4 separate regions of the Mus musculus genome follow, and all the other regions are linked to region 4. The links are chromatin contacts, called in public Hi-C and HiChIP or PLAC-seq maps. All regions are on one chromosome and are shown on one strand. Each heading gives the region's core, a stretch centred on a gene start, on an enhancer-like site or on the middle of the called end of the contact. The rest is flanking DNA. Distances are from core to core; before and after follow the strand shown.

Region 1 (3,596 bases), core at 2-2,501, 79 kb after region 4:
CAATCACAGACTTTCCAGGGTGGTCTGCTCTGACAGCCAGAGTTTTCTGACCGTGATCTTAACATATGTTCAGTGGCCCACAGCTGGATCATCTTCAAACTAAACCTTACATTTTGTGTAACACACACACACACACACACACACACACACACACACACACACTGCCTCCAAGCCTTAGCTCCTTTTTTAAAAGGGGGTGGGGGAGCCTACATCCTTCTTCCTTTATTTATTGATTACAATCCGTGCGGGGGAGTGCAGGCTCAGAAGACAGCTTGTGTGATTTAGTTTTCCCCTTCTCAGGGATCTTCTCCCATCAGGGATTGAACACGTGTCCTCGGGTTTGTTGGCAAGCCCCTTTACCTGCTGAGCCATCTCATGGGCCCTCATTTCTCTTTTTAATCACTGCCCCCCTTGCTCCTTTGGAGCGGAATGAATTGCCGGTAAGGAATGTGTCTGCCAGGAGGCCCCTATCTGAGCCTAGAGACTGACAAGTCTCAGTTACCTGAAGCTTGAACTGAAGTAACACACCGGAGCGGAGGGTTGTCCTGCCGTGCACACCAGGCCTCCTGTCCTGGAATACTAATGTGCCTGTGTTGGATGTGACAAAAATCAGGAGGAGTGGGAGAGAAACTTAAAAAGTAAGGAACTTTCTAGAATGTAACCGCCACCGACCCTGCGGTGTGGAATAATTGTCAAATTGTCAAATGTGTGCATAAACACATAAATAAGATGAATTTATTTTCATTATTCATCTTCTATGCTCTTTCCCTTATTTATGTTTTAAACAACAGTTACAGTAAATGTAACATTTTTAAAGGGGGTGGGGGGCTAGAGAACCTGCCATGGACAGAGAGATGATCAAGAAGCCCTGGTGTACCCCAAATCCTGTTTCTTCTTTACAGTCAGCAAAATAAAATAAAATAAAATAAAATAAAATAAGCCTTAACTGGAGTCGCACTCCATTCCCATGTGGGTGGCAGGTGCTGGTTTATTGCGAAATGTCACAAAATCAGAATGTCACAGAGTGAGACACGAACTGGTGGGAACTGTTTTCCCAGACTGGCTACCCAATTCCTCAGAGACGCAGGGGTCCCCCTGGCTAAGCCTAATTCTGAGCACTCTTGAATCACTAGTGATGTAAATTAGCCAGGGTGACCTGTCTGGCCAACCTGGCACTCAGAGTCCCAGACCCCTATGAGGCTGGTGCCATGTCTGACCACAAAGGCTGGGAGCATGAGTCACCAGCCTCCAGGAGCGGGATCCAGAGAACCTCAGTTGCCAGCACAAGGATACTAATGCACTGAGCAGTGAAAGCGAGCAATGAAAGCCATCAGGCCCAGCTACTACTGAAGGAACAACTGGCGTTAGCTTCGGACCTAGAGAAAGCCACGGCCTGCCACACACATGCACTGCGCAGTGCAGGGAAGTCCTCTGAGCTACTGGCTCAAGGGGCAGGCACAGCCCCACATGGCTCCCATTCCTCTGCCAGTGGAGAGGAAGACTTCACAAAAACCCAACGTTTACAATCTACACCCTCCAGTTTCTCACCAAAGTCTTCTCTTTCTGAGGCTGGGCTTGACCACGTGGGTTGCATTGGCCAATCAGATGTGAGCAATTGTGTCAGCCAGGTTCCTCAGAAGGTATTTGCTCCTCTGTGGTTGCAGTTGGAGGGCGCACAGGCCAGGAGGGTGTGGGGTGGGGAGCAGACCCCAATTCTACTGTCTCTGTTGGCTATTCGTGCCACTCAAGCCTTGGGCTCCCTTTGTATACTTTGTAAACCCCTGCGTTTGTTCTTCGGGCTGTTCTAAGAGGCACTAGTTTGCTTTTCCGTTGCTGTGGCAAAATACCATGACAAAAAGCAACGCAGACCATTCCGGTAGGGAGCAGGGCACCAAGCAGTAGGCACCGTGGCAGGAACGAGAGGCTGAGAGATTACATCTTCAACCACGTGCAGAAAGAGGAGAACGGAAGTGGGACAAGGACATAAACTCTCAAAGCCCACCTCCCAGTGATGTATTTCCTCTAGCAAAGCTCATGTCCTAAAACAGTGCCACCAACTGGAGACTCTGGGTTCAAATGCATGCACCTCTACCACTGGAGAGATCTCTGGAGGTGGGGCAGGACTGATGACTCAGCGGTTAACAGCGGGGGGGGGGGGGGGGGGGGGGGGGGGGTTCTATTGCCAAGAACCGAGGTTCAATTCCCAGCATCCACACCAGGGAGTTCACAGCCGTTCCTAGGGGTCCAACGCCCCCATCTGGCCTCCATGGGCACTGCACACACGGTGCACATGCATAACACTCAGGCACGTGTGCACACATATAAAATAAGAGGACATCTAGAGGGGAGTGAAACTACACCAGAGGTTTGCAAAGGACACTTTGTAAATGCCACACTGTTACACAAGTGTCCACTGGAGACTCGGAGCTAGTCTCCCAGTGCCAGGGGACACTGTATAGATCAGATCGCAAAAACACTGCCTGAGGGAAACTCGAAGCCAGTCCCCCATTTTGCTGAGGTCAGACCCCAAGCCTCAACCTCCCTTGGGCTTCCTGGGTCCCCTGGGTAAATTCTTCTTGGCTCTTCTGGCCCGTTTCCTAGGTAGGCTGACAAAAGGGAAGAGTGGTCCTTGGTGATAGGTTCCCCTGTTGCTTGATGACTCTCATTGCATCCAACAGCTCTTTAAAAGTTCCTATATTGAAATATTTGACTTACAGAGGGGAAAGCAGATGCAAGCACACATGGAAAGTTCAAAAGAGAGACAGATGGAAAAGCAGTGGAGAGGCTTGTCACTGCTGTGGGAGGCCACCCTGCCACAGGCTTTGTCACTGCTGTGGGAGACCACCCTACCACAGTCTAACGACCAAAGCCAAGAAATCGGTGCTGACAGTCTAGCCACCAAACTTCAGAACATGTTTGAATGTTCCCACTTCTTAGTCATTTTCTTTGCTTTCCTAGGACCTAACTCAGGATTTCAGGTTAGATTTAGCGGCCACAGCTACTTGGTCCTTACCACTAAGTCTTCCCATGTTGTGCTGTATTCTGTTCTGATCGGTTAATTTAATATTTCATGTTGTGTGTGGAGACCACTGAGTGGCCCACTTTATTGGTTTCTACCTTATTCCCTTGAGACCTCTCGCAGAACCCAGCAAGCCTCTGCAATCCACCTGTCTCCACCCCCACGACACTGGAGTTAGCAGGTGCCTGCAGCCACGTCCTGACTTTTACATGGCTACTGGGGATCCCAGCCCTGTCTTCTGCTTAGTCAGCCAACGCTCTTGTCCGTGGAGTCATTTCTTCAGCCCGTCTTTTGTGACACGGATCCTCTGACAAGCACTGGCCGGTTATTTCGTGAGCTGTCTCTCATTTTGGCTTTGTCTAATGTCTTCTGCTCCCTGGACAGATGTTAGGTGGTATACAAAGGAACAGCTGCTGTGTGACTGTTACTAGGGACAGGACAACAGCAAAGCAAAGCAGCAGCATTACCTTGCTGACCTAGGGAGTTAATGGGCTTCCCAAAGGCAGTTGCACGACCTGAAAGTCCCACTCCAGGATGAGACCCACACAAAGCCAACATTCTGTGTCCCTTACACAGG
Region 2 (3,241 bases), core at 517-3,016, 130 kb before region 4:
TCAACGGGGCTCAAGGGATTATACATACATACACACACATACATACATGCATACATACATACATACATACATACATACATATGCATACATACATATACATACATACACATGCATATACATACATACATACACATACATATACATACACATATACATGCATGCATATACATACATACATACATACATACATGTGACTATAGAGCCCCATGTCTCAGTTTCAAAAGGCTGCCCAGATCCAGTACTTCCTCTGACCTCTGACCTCTGCTTCTGGAGTCAGGTCTCCCACTCTGGCCTAACTTCCCTCCATTGGATCCTCCCAAGATGGTTGAAAAGATAACCTGGTCTTATCTTCCTATCCAAACGTTCCTGGTTTCACCTTACCTGGGAAGTCCCTCTTGTTGCATAAGGCTTTATATTTACAGGGTCTCACCTTCTCTTCCCCACCAGAGGGCTGTGCTTACACCAATAGGACTGACATGTTAAATCAAGGGCTTTGTGTCCCTATGGGGCTGCCTAATACCGAATAACATGGATAACAAGGGGCCTCTGCCCCTTGGGTATGGACAGCACCTGTTCCCACCAGAAGATGCAGCCATAGACACTGCCAAATGACCCTTAACCAAGGACTACTACACTGAAGTTGGGGGGGGGGTCATAGCTATGACCGTGAGAAAAAGTATCCAAGTTACGGGTCCTAGCTCCATCCTGCGCACAGCCCTGATGGCTTTTGTGAGTCCCAAGTGTCCTCCTACCCCTAACCACCTCCAGGATCAAGAGAGAAGCACACGTTGTTCACGTGGACAGGACGGACGTAGGGAACGCAGTGGCAGACTAATGTCATCATATGTCTATTTAATCTTCCCCCAAACTAGTTTCTCTGCTCTTCACGGACAAAGGAAGTGGTTGGTACTCCTTTTACCCACTGACTACCTCGATGATTGGAGCATTGTAACATCTCAATGAATACCTGCTGGCTTTGATTTTATAATTATAGTCTCATTCCACCTTTGCTTCGCCATTGTGGGAGAGCAAGTTAATACCCAGAGCATCGCCTTCTCTCTAAAGGAAATTTAAGACATCATGTTAGCTAAGTGCTTTGCCAGCCTTCCTGCAAAAAGGAAAAAAAAAAAGAAAAGAAAAGGAAAAAAAAAAAGAAAAGAAAAGGAAAAAAAAAAAAAAAGGAACTAAACACAGAGCCTTCCCAGGCTGCTGCATGGTTCTCTACACTGTAGCTACATAGATACTTATCAATCATTTTAGATGCCTTTCTGATCATCATTAGTGCTTATTGAGCCTGGCATTCAGTTCAATGACATCTAAATCTGCAGAAACTTTGAAGTATGGCAATTAGTATTAAGCCCATTTTGCAGATGAGAAAGTAAGGCTCACAGAGGTGAAACACCTTAACCAAACTACCACAGCATACCAAGGAACTCTCTGAACTTTGTCTTGTTTTTTTTTTTTTTTTTTTTTCTTTCCCCATACTATCTTCACTCCAGGCTACTTAGAATGCATTAATGCAAGGATCGGAAGCCAGCTTTAGCAAGAGGAGTTGGCAAGGCTTAGCGGCTTTCTTAATGGCTTTGGGCTTAGGGTTTTGGTGTGCGATGTAACCATGTACTTTGTAATGCTCTCAGCCTTGGGTGTGTGGGGGAGCCAGGCTGCTTCGTATTTGAAGAGAAGAATCAGCCACTCCCAGTATTCACTCTGCCCTTCCCCTTGGCTAATGTGACCATGCACAGAGCTCTCAGGAGTGACTCAGATGTAGGCAGATCAAGGGACATGATGGGGAGTTCTTTGGTCTCCCCAGCCTTTTCCATGTGAATCATCATCCTCTCCTGAGCTGTTTCTGTCCTTACATAACTCCCGCTGATCCCTCAAATTAACCCACGGGCACAATCAATTGAAGTGAACAGGGAGGGCGAAGGAAGCTTAGACACCAAGGTGGAGAGCCAGGTCTGAGAGAGCCAAGCTTCCACTTCCGGTATGGGAACCAGGTCTGAGAGAGCCAAGCTTCCACTTCCGGCATGGGAACCAGGTCTGAGAGAGCCAAGCTTCCACTTCCGGTATGGGCTCACTGGCTGAAATCAGGGTCCAAACTCAGGAATCTCTGAGGGGTGGTAAATGGACAAGTCGGATGAGTGGCAAGGAGTTGTGGGTGTGGTGATGGAGCGCCCTGGAGCATCCTCTTCCCAGGTTCCAGCAGAGGGTGTTGGGGAGGGCAACCGACCCTAATCGGGTTTCGACTAGAACAGAAGCACCCAGGGGCCTCCGATTCCTAGATCTTGGCCAATCACCTGCTTCGATTGCAAACTCTAACCTAAGCTCCTCTCAAAACCAAATCTTCAGTTCTTTCTGAATTCGGGGGGGGGGGGGGGTCGGGGGGGGGCTTATCTCCAAACTCCCACCTGCATCGTTCAAGGAGGGAGACACAAGCCATGCAAAGTGATAGAGCCCTAAAAACACCCGCAGATGGCACCAGGCTGGGTGGTACCTGTAAAATACTCTGGAAATTTGAAAAGTTTCGTCCAAAACACAGGCAGGCAAACACATCAGCCTTTCTTGTATTTAATAGGTTAATAGAATAATATTTTGGATCAATTGAGACTGTGTTTGGCTAAAATTAATTTCATTCATTTGTGTTTTAAGGGGTGTGTGCGTATGTGTGTGCGTGTGTGTGATTATTGCGCCATTTGAAAGCACACCCAGCTTTGTCCAGACAGCTGCTTTGAGACTTCAAGGTCAGCCCACAGCCTACATCAGCAAAGATGTACGAAATTCTAACAGTAACCACAGCCACCCTTACTTTGTCACACCTCTTTCTCCCTGCTGCTGCATCCTGGAAGCTGGGATTACAGACATGTACCACCACACCTGGCTTAGAAGCGCTCCAAGGATGCTGGGCGAGCAGCCGAACAACTGAGCCACACCCCCCAGCCCTGGCCTTTCATTTCTTTAATCCTCAAACTCATTGGGGCCATTTGCTTTAGAGATGAGGAAGCTGAGGCTTAAACAGCTAAGCAACTCGCCGAGGGCCTCAGAGTCCGCACGTGACACATTTGGTTCTGGTTTTGCCACCATGGTAAGCGAGAGAAACCCAGAGAATCTGGCCAAAGCCCACATTGGGAGTTTGATGATTCTCTCCCTGCCTCCAAGTGTCTGTGCCCTCAGAAGCATCATTGTAGTCCACAGAGCCCCCATGTCTCGGCGGCATCCATTGTAGTCCACGGAGCCCCCATGT
Region 3 (3,335 bases), core at 503-3,002, 75 kb before region 4:
TTCCAAATGAAGGACATGACCCGGATGGCGGCTGACCAGCAAAGCAAGGTGGAGCAGGAGATCTCCCGAGTGTCGTCGGCTCAGAGGTCTCCAGAAACAATAGCTGGCGAAGAGGACACAGACTCTAAATTCAAGTGTAAGTTATGCCGTCGGACATTTGTGAGCAAACACGCAGTAAAACTCCACCTAAGCAAAACGCACAGCAAGTCACCCGAACACCACTCTCAGTTTGTAGCAGACGTGGATGAAGAATAGTTCTGCAGGTATGGGGTTTGCTCCCAGGTGACGGTGACCACGGCCTTGTGAGGAGCTTGTTAAAAAGAGATGGGTCTGCTTAGAAGCAGAGGCGTCTCCCGAGGCCTGGCAGGACCTTAGTTTGCTGCCATAGACTTAACTTTTACAAAAGACAGGACGGGATGAGTGGCTCCTAGCCATTCCCCCAACATCCTCTAGTTTAGAGGGGAAGCAGGATACAATGTATCTAAGAGAGATGAAGCTCGTGGTTGTTCCTAGAGCTCCAGGACTCACGGTTCCTTTAGCAACCTAAGGCCCAACCTCCAAGGTCCAACTTCCCCTCATTTTAATTAACAAGGACTAGATTCCATTTTGCCATCTGCCTTCCCACAGCAATGCTTAATACTTACCGAGTGGGGAAAGGTGGCACCAGAATGAAGACGGTGGGGGGAGGGGGACTTCCTAGGGACCGTTATATACAGAGATAGCTTAATCAGTTCACGAATGGCTTAATGATATCTTTACTATCAGCCCTTGCAATGAATCCATTTGGTAGCTGACTTTTATCGACAGCGCTCCTTCCCTGTTTCCTTCCTACATTCATATCCCTATAGAAGAGCAGGGACCCTTAAGGGGGACTGTCGGGATGCACTCTTCTATGGAGCAGGGAGATAAAAATGCCTTTAGATTTTCCTTTAGGATAAACTCGGGATCAGAGTCCACCTTTACCAGATGCAAAACATCCCCGTGGGTTTATTTCACATACAGAGATGGGTAGTCGAAGGCTGTACACAGCCAAGTGAGTAGGGTCTGTCCAACAGCTTCAAGATGTTATTTTTCAAATTGGGCTGGAGGTGCACCTTGGTAGTAGAGTTCTTGCCCAGCATACACAAGGTCTTGGGTTCAAGTCCCAGTACCAAAATGAGAAAAGAAAGGAATTTGTACCATGTATCATAGAAGTCCACGCCTTGCTTTGTTACCAATGCCCAAAGTTATTTATGTCACCTCCAGGAGAAAGGACAGAGACGACCAAAGGCAAATACTTTATAGCAAATTAGTCACATGTAGGCTGCTTCCAAATCTTGAGCTTAAGCAAGGCTGGATGCCACCCAAGCTCCTTCATGGGGTTCCTCTGCTTCCTCTTCTCTCCCCTCCAGCATGGCACGCCCACGCGCTAGGGAGCCCAACACACATCCAGACTGAACTCAAGGGCCCAAACCCGAGCGAAGGGTTCTGTACTTTACAGTCCAGCACATGCCCCCACAGCGTTACGGAATTGCTCTTAGTTAATTCACGACAAGGTATGGAAAGCTTATCCTAGGAGCCCTCACCACCCACCCCCTCTTCGCAAAGCTTTTACTTTTACCCAGGAAACTTTCGGGTCAAGCTGCACAGGCACAGGCGCTAAGGGAGTTCCAGATAGAGAAATGTCCTGTGTGACGCGCTCCTAGCGCTCCTCACAGAGCTAGAGAGCGAGTGGGAAGATGGGCAGAAAGAAAGGGAAATATGTGCTTGACTCGAGACTCTTCCCTCCAGGTGGGAATCCATGCTTCTGATTTGGGTGGGGCCCCCCCAGAGGGCTACCCCTACTGTTTGCATGCCTTTATCATGATAATTAAATGTTCCGGGCAGATTCACCTCCGGGATTCCAAGCATGACTGTACATCTTACCTTATTGAATGGAAAGCTATTTTGCATCTGTTGAGCCCAATGTGAGCTCTGGGTTCTGCCACATGCTATTTATTTACCATATCACATTTTAAATTTTTATGTAATTAGCCATTATGCTCTTCTGGTCCTTAAAAAAAAAAAGGTGGACATACATAAAGAACCTAGAGACAAGAAGTATGTTTTAAATCTAATAATTGTGGGTCCAAACCCCGGCGAAGAGAACAAATAGGTGATGTTTATTTTGTGCTATAATAAAGACCAATTTTCCACCTGTTAGGTTTGTAATCATTTTTTAACTGCGAATATGTAACTAGGGAGTCGGGAGCAGGGAGCAGAAGGAAGGTCGCATTCCGTGTCAGAACTTGCAGCATACACTGTCTGTTCTAGAGAAGCAAAAGTCGGTCAATAACTTGGGGGATATACACAGAGGCTGCCTGTACATCCGGGAGACACACGGGAAAGACTGCTGGTTTTGCACCTGTCCACATTTGTACAGAATAAACACTTCTAATATATGACGGTGCTATCGTTATATCGACTATGAAAGCTCTGTCTTCGTGCAACCACGGCCATGCTGGGGTGTCTGACAGAGTTGCAGAAAATAGTTTGAAGTCATTCCATCTGATGGGAGTGGGTCGTGTAAGTAGGAGAGAGGCTGTGGGTGCTGGTTTGTTTGTATTTAGATGGAAACTATTCCGAGCTGCTTGAATGCTTCTCCCACCCCCACCCCTACCCCCTCCCCCACCCCCGTGGGTGACAGGGCGGTGTCTTGGAATTTGGCTCACCTAGGAAAGAGCATCTCCCCACTTGGAGTACTTGATTAGAGCCATGTGTATACACCCTGCCCACACTTCACAGTTTATGCATAGGATAGCTTGGCTTCATTGTTTTTTTTCCTTAATTTTATAAACATATATATAATGATGGTTTTAAATGGCTATGGAATTCTATCATCACCTGGAATTCTAATCTTAGCTGATATGGGGGAGGGTACAATGTTTGAAAAAAATGACATGGTATTTTATAAAACATATCAAGATTCAGTGGGATATTTAAGAGTCCACCATATCTACGCATTTCTAAATGGCACCAATTCCAATCTGAATTTTCTTTCCTCCCCTGTGCCCACCTCTAATCCTGGGAACACCCTACCAAATAGCAAAGTCAAATTTTCATTTAAAATTCTTTGGAAAGTATTAAACGGGCAGCCCCTCTTTTAGGACATAAGTAAGCTAAAACAATTCCCCCATGAATTCGCATATACCTTTAAAAGTCTCTTGCTCTTGACTGGAAATTAAACAGCAAGTAAATCATTGAGCCTCGAATGCATAAGGACTTCAAATTATAGTCATTACCACGTAATATAGTGTACGCGTTTAACGGCACACCTAACCTTGAGACTGCTGGCAGAAATGTATTCTAGTCCAACA
Region 4 (3,190 bases), core at 438-2,937:
GGAACGGGGCTGCTCAGAGTCGCAGCCTTCTGTGCTGAGCACCTAAGCGGCATCTGATGAAGCTGCCTCGCTAGAAGTCAGAGCCTCTTGGTAACCATGACTCAGAGCCTCAGCGCGGGTGCAAAAGAATTCACCAAATGAGAGTTTGCTGGGTGCGCGCGTTTAGAAATTGGATCCCCCCCCCTTCCCGTTCCCCATTATGTTGATGATATCTTTCATCCCCAAGACTGGGGCCGAGATCCTCGCTCCTCCTCCCCTCCCTCTGTAATCCTCACCCCTCATTTCTCTCCTCTCCCCATCCCCAGCATTTCGCCACCCCTAAGGCAGTGGCAGGATTCCAAGGAGTTCATTAAAGCCTGCCACCACCCTGTTGCCCACCAGGCATTCCCAGCAGCCCCCGGGGCCATGGCGGTCTGAGAGCAAGACAGTCACTTGGAAGGGAGTGGTCGGCTCTGAGGATAGGGGGACCCACCCTCACCCCCCGCCCCTTTGCACGAATGAGAGGAGACAGCAAACAGTTAATGGTTTAATCCTTTACAGAAAAAGTCACGGCAGACTCGCGATTCTTGATGGTAATGAAGGTGTCACACATTGTCTAGAGAAAGTTGTGCCTGGCAATCTTCCCTTTTTCGGATGCCTACCCCAGTGACATTTCATCTCACATCCACCTTAATGAAATGCATAATTAACATATTCTAATTGTGCTGAGCGCTGCGATGATTTTGACAGAACTCACTTTCCATGTCTAATTTGATGCTAATTTAATCTGTTCCTCTCCCGCTGACATGACCTTTCTTGATTGAGTTTCACTGAGGAAATTTTTTGATGGATTGATTTATCAGCAGTGCGGAGACAACAAAGGCTCAGGGTGTGTGACAGAAAATAGGAAGGGACCGGCCCTCGAAGCCAGTGCGCTCTGAACTTGCTGGCTGGAATGTCCTCTTCCCAGAGACAGCTTGTCTGATCTACTGATGGAATTTGAGCAATGTGACATTTGTGGGTGGGTTTGATCTTCCGATAAAGACGGTAAATATCTTATTGTGGCTGTAGCATTTTGCACAGAAAGCCCAGGCACCATGGTCGCAGACTCTTCTGTGGATTCATCTCTTCTAGCCTTGATCCCTGGATAAAATGTAGTGTCGGGTAGATTCAACCCACAGGGAAGGTGGCAAGGCAGGAAGACAGTGTCCATCTTAAATTGTCATGAAAAAAAGGCATTTCCACTAGGGCATGGGGCACGGATTCTCTGCTTAGGCTAAAACCTGCCCTTGGATAAGAATTGTGGGTTTTCCTGCAGAGTTCCCCACACCCTAATACATCCAGTTCCAGGTCTGAGTCACGTAGGTCAGGACACAGAGTGAGAGCTGTGAATGTCCTCAATTCTCAGACTCAACTGGCCGAAGGAACATTCGTCTTCCTCAGGCTGCAGACACAAGTCAAAGCCAGACCCCGGGTTCCAGATGACTCACACAGAACAACCCGTGAGCCTGCACGCTATATAAAACTGGCTGGGTTTTTTCCAGCAGATTTTAAGCCTTGGATCTGCATGGTTAGGTCAGAGTGTCTCAGCCAGTTCCTCTGAGGTCATTTCAGGACAGGGGATTCTTTGTTGGAAAGCGGAGGAGTACCCCATTCTTCCGAGGGGGTACCCCCTCCCTCCCAGAGTCATGTCAGCTAAAACTATCTACAAGCTCTCTCTATATCTCCCTATGGCCAAAAGAACCTTCCAACTGAATACCCCTGACATCATAATGTCACATGTGACATCATAATGACACAGCCCCAGCTGGACTCCCTGCCCCTCCTCCTTCTCAATGCCCCGTGTCCCCTCACAGTCTGGCAACCCAAATCCTACCCAAGTGCTTCCCAGCACCTCTTCTGTCAGAGCACAGATGAATACAATGTATGAAGTATTGATTTATCTATGGTCGGTCTCCACTCATTAACCTATGTGCCCCATAAGATTAGGACCTTGTCAGATCTTTTCCTCTCTCTGTTTTGCTTTGCTTAATTAGGGTAAAACACATAGGATACAAAATTAGTCTTTTGGGTTGTATTTTTTGTTGTTTTTGTTTTTTTTTTTTTTTTTTTTTTTTTGAGACAGGGTTTCTCTGTGTAGTCCTGGCTGTCCTGAACTCATTCTGTAGACCAGGCTGGCCTCGAACTCAGAAATCCACCTGCCTCTGCCTCCCAAGTGCTGGGATTAAAGGTGTGCACTGCCACCACCCGGCTAAGAGTGTATGTGTGTGCCCTCAGAGACCAGAAGAGGGTGTTGGCCCTCCTGGATCTGGAGTTACAGGCAATGGTGAGATGCCCAATGTATGTACTGAGAATTTTCCTCTGGTCCTCTGCAAGAGCAGGACATCTCTTAACCACTGAGCCCAATCTTGTTTTAGCCATGTGAAGTGCACATCTACACCACATCCTCATTTCAGAACGTTTTCCTCATCCCTACAGGGAGACACACACGCAACCGACTTCTCCCCTTTGGCCCCCTGGGAACCAGTCATCTCCTCTCTGTGACTGGGAATCTGCCTGTTCAGGACACTTCATACATGCAGAGTCATGCATGTAAGTAGAGTGGCTTTGAGAGAGGATCCACCCAGCGACTCCCTGATAAGCTGAAAATGAATTTGCCACATAACTCAGTCATTCCACTCCAACGTATATATCAAGAAGAATTGAAAGCAGAAACTCTTCAAAACCTTCTTAAAGAATTTAAGCTGTAAAACTGCATACAGTAATAATCATAGGTGTACTGGTCACTGCAGCCGAATGGTACCCACCCCCTGACAACCGCAACGCAAATGTGCTGTGTCCATAAAGGGAAGTGGGGGGCTGATGTGTGCGCCCCAAAGGCAAGCCTTGCCTGTTCTTTCTGCAGTGTGTCTTCATCAGCAAGAACAATGCCAGGCACATAGTAGGTATCCTGTAAATACAGTCTGGACACATGAAAGCTATAAAAAAAAATAAAAATAAAATAAAATAAAACAAAACAAGAAAACCAAGCAAGTAGAATTGTGACTAAGGAAAGACAGCCAGAAAATGCTGGTGGTGACTGTGTTTCTTTCAGTTTATGAAATAGAAAGGGAGGGAGGGAGGGAGGGAGGGAGGGAGGGAGGGAGACGTTAAAAAACAAAGCCAAACTGAAATTGGCCTGTACATGTTTTTCTTTGTAGACTAGCTGGGT

The links. A called contact is a pair of places that touch in the nucleus more often than the background predicts. HiChIP or PLAC-seq counts read pairs in DNA pulled down with a chosen protein or histone mark.
Region 1: an H3K27ac HiChIP or PLAC-seq map of embryonic stem cells shows a contact between it and region 4, with 8 read pairs. The contact joins the enhancer-like site here to the promoter of AY702102 in region 4. A contact is called at or near these places in 3 of 39 promoter capture datasets (embryonic stem cells, frontonasal cranial neural crest and liver), 10 of 484 Hi-C or Micro-C datasets (embryonic stem cells, gonadal supporting cells, muscle stem cells and 3 more) and 5 of 115 datasets of contacts at active chromatin or transcription factors (CD8 T cells, embryonic stem cells, memory CD8 T cells and 1 more).
Region 2: a Hi-C map of adipose-derived mesenchymal stem cells shows a contact between it and region 4, with 1.9 times the contacts expected there. The contact joins the enhancer-like site here to the promoter of AY702102 in region 4. A contact is called at or near these places in 1 of 39 promoter capture datasets (embryonic stem cells), 4 of 484 Hi-C or Micro-C datasets (adipose-derived mesenchymal stem cells and embryonic stem cells), 1 of 115 datasets of contacts at active chromatin or transcription factors (embryonic stem cells) and 1 of 9 other capture datasets (embryonic stem cells).
Region 3: a contact with region 4 is called in an H3K27ac HiChIP or PLAC-seq map of embryonic stem cells, with 6 read pairs. The contact joins the enhancer-like site here to the promoter of AY702102 in region 4. A contact is called at or near these places in 3 of 39 promoter capture datasets (embryonic stem cells, liver and stem cell-derived epiblast-like cells), 5 of 484 Hi-C or Micro-C datasets (embryonic stem cells, liver, morula and 2 more), 3 of 115 datasets of contacts at active chromatin or transcription factors (all in embryonic stem cells) and 1 of 9 other capture datasets (pancreatic islet).

Annotation. Positions count from the first base shown.
Region 1 is chr2:170,041,425-170,045,020 of GRCm38.p6, forward strand. It overlaps a transcript of Tshz2 not described here. Among named protein-coding and RNA genes, the nearest start is that of A630075F10Rik, 28 kb to the right of the region's middle. Within about 2 kb of position 1,252, at least 42 of the 459 cell types and tissues checked have an H3K27ac peak or open chromatin away from gene starts, as enhancers often do. A contact at or near this core is called in embryonic stem cells and muscle stem cells, where this site is marked.
Region 2 is chr2:169,835,660-169,838,900 of GRCm38.p6, forward strand. The region is part of intron 1 of Tshz2 (teashirt zinc finger family member 2); the gene reads left to right. Among named protein-coding and RNA genes, the nearest start is that of AY702102, 130 kb to the right of the region's middle. Within about 2 kb of position 1,767, at least 24 of the 459 cell types and tissues checked have an H3K27ac peak or open chromatin away from gene starts, as enhancers often do. A contact at or near this core is called in adipose-derived mesenchymal stem cells, where this site is marked.
Region 3 is chr2:169,886,324-169,889,658 of GRCm38.p6, forward strand. It overlaps Tshz2 (teashirt zinc finger family member 2), which reads left to right. Exons shown (of 2, transcript NM_080455.3): 2 at 1-2,181. The coding sequence ends at 255. Among named protein-coding and RNA genes, the nearest start is that of AY702102, 75 kb to the right of the region's middle. Within about 2 kb of position 1,753, at least 2 of the 459 cell types and tissues checked have an H3K27ac peak or open chromatin away from gene starts, as enhancers often do. A contact at or near this core is called in embryonic stem cells, where this site is marked.
Region 4 is chr2:169,961,500-169,964,689 of GRCm38.p6, forward strand. AY702102 (cDNA sequence AY702102) reads right to left here and starts at 1,688. Exons shown (of 1, transcript NR_131974.1): 1 at 514-1,688. It also overlaps a transcript of Tshz2 not described here.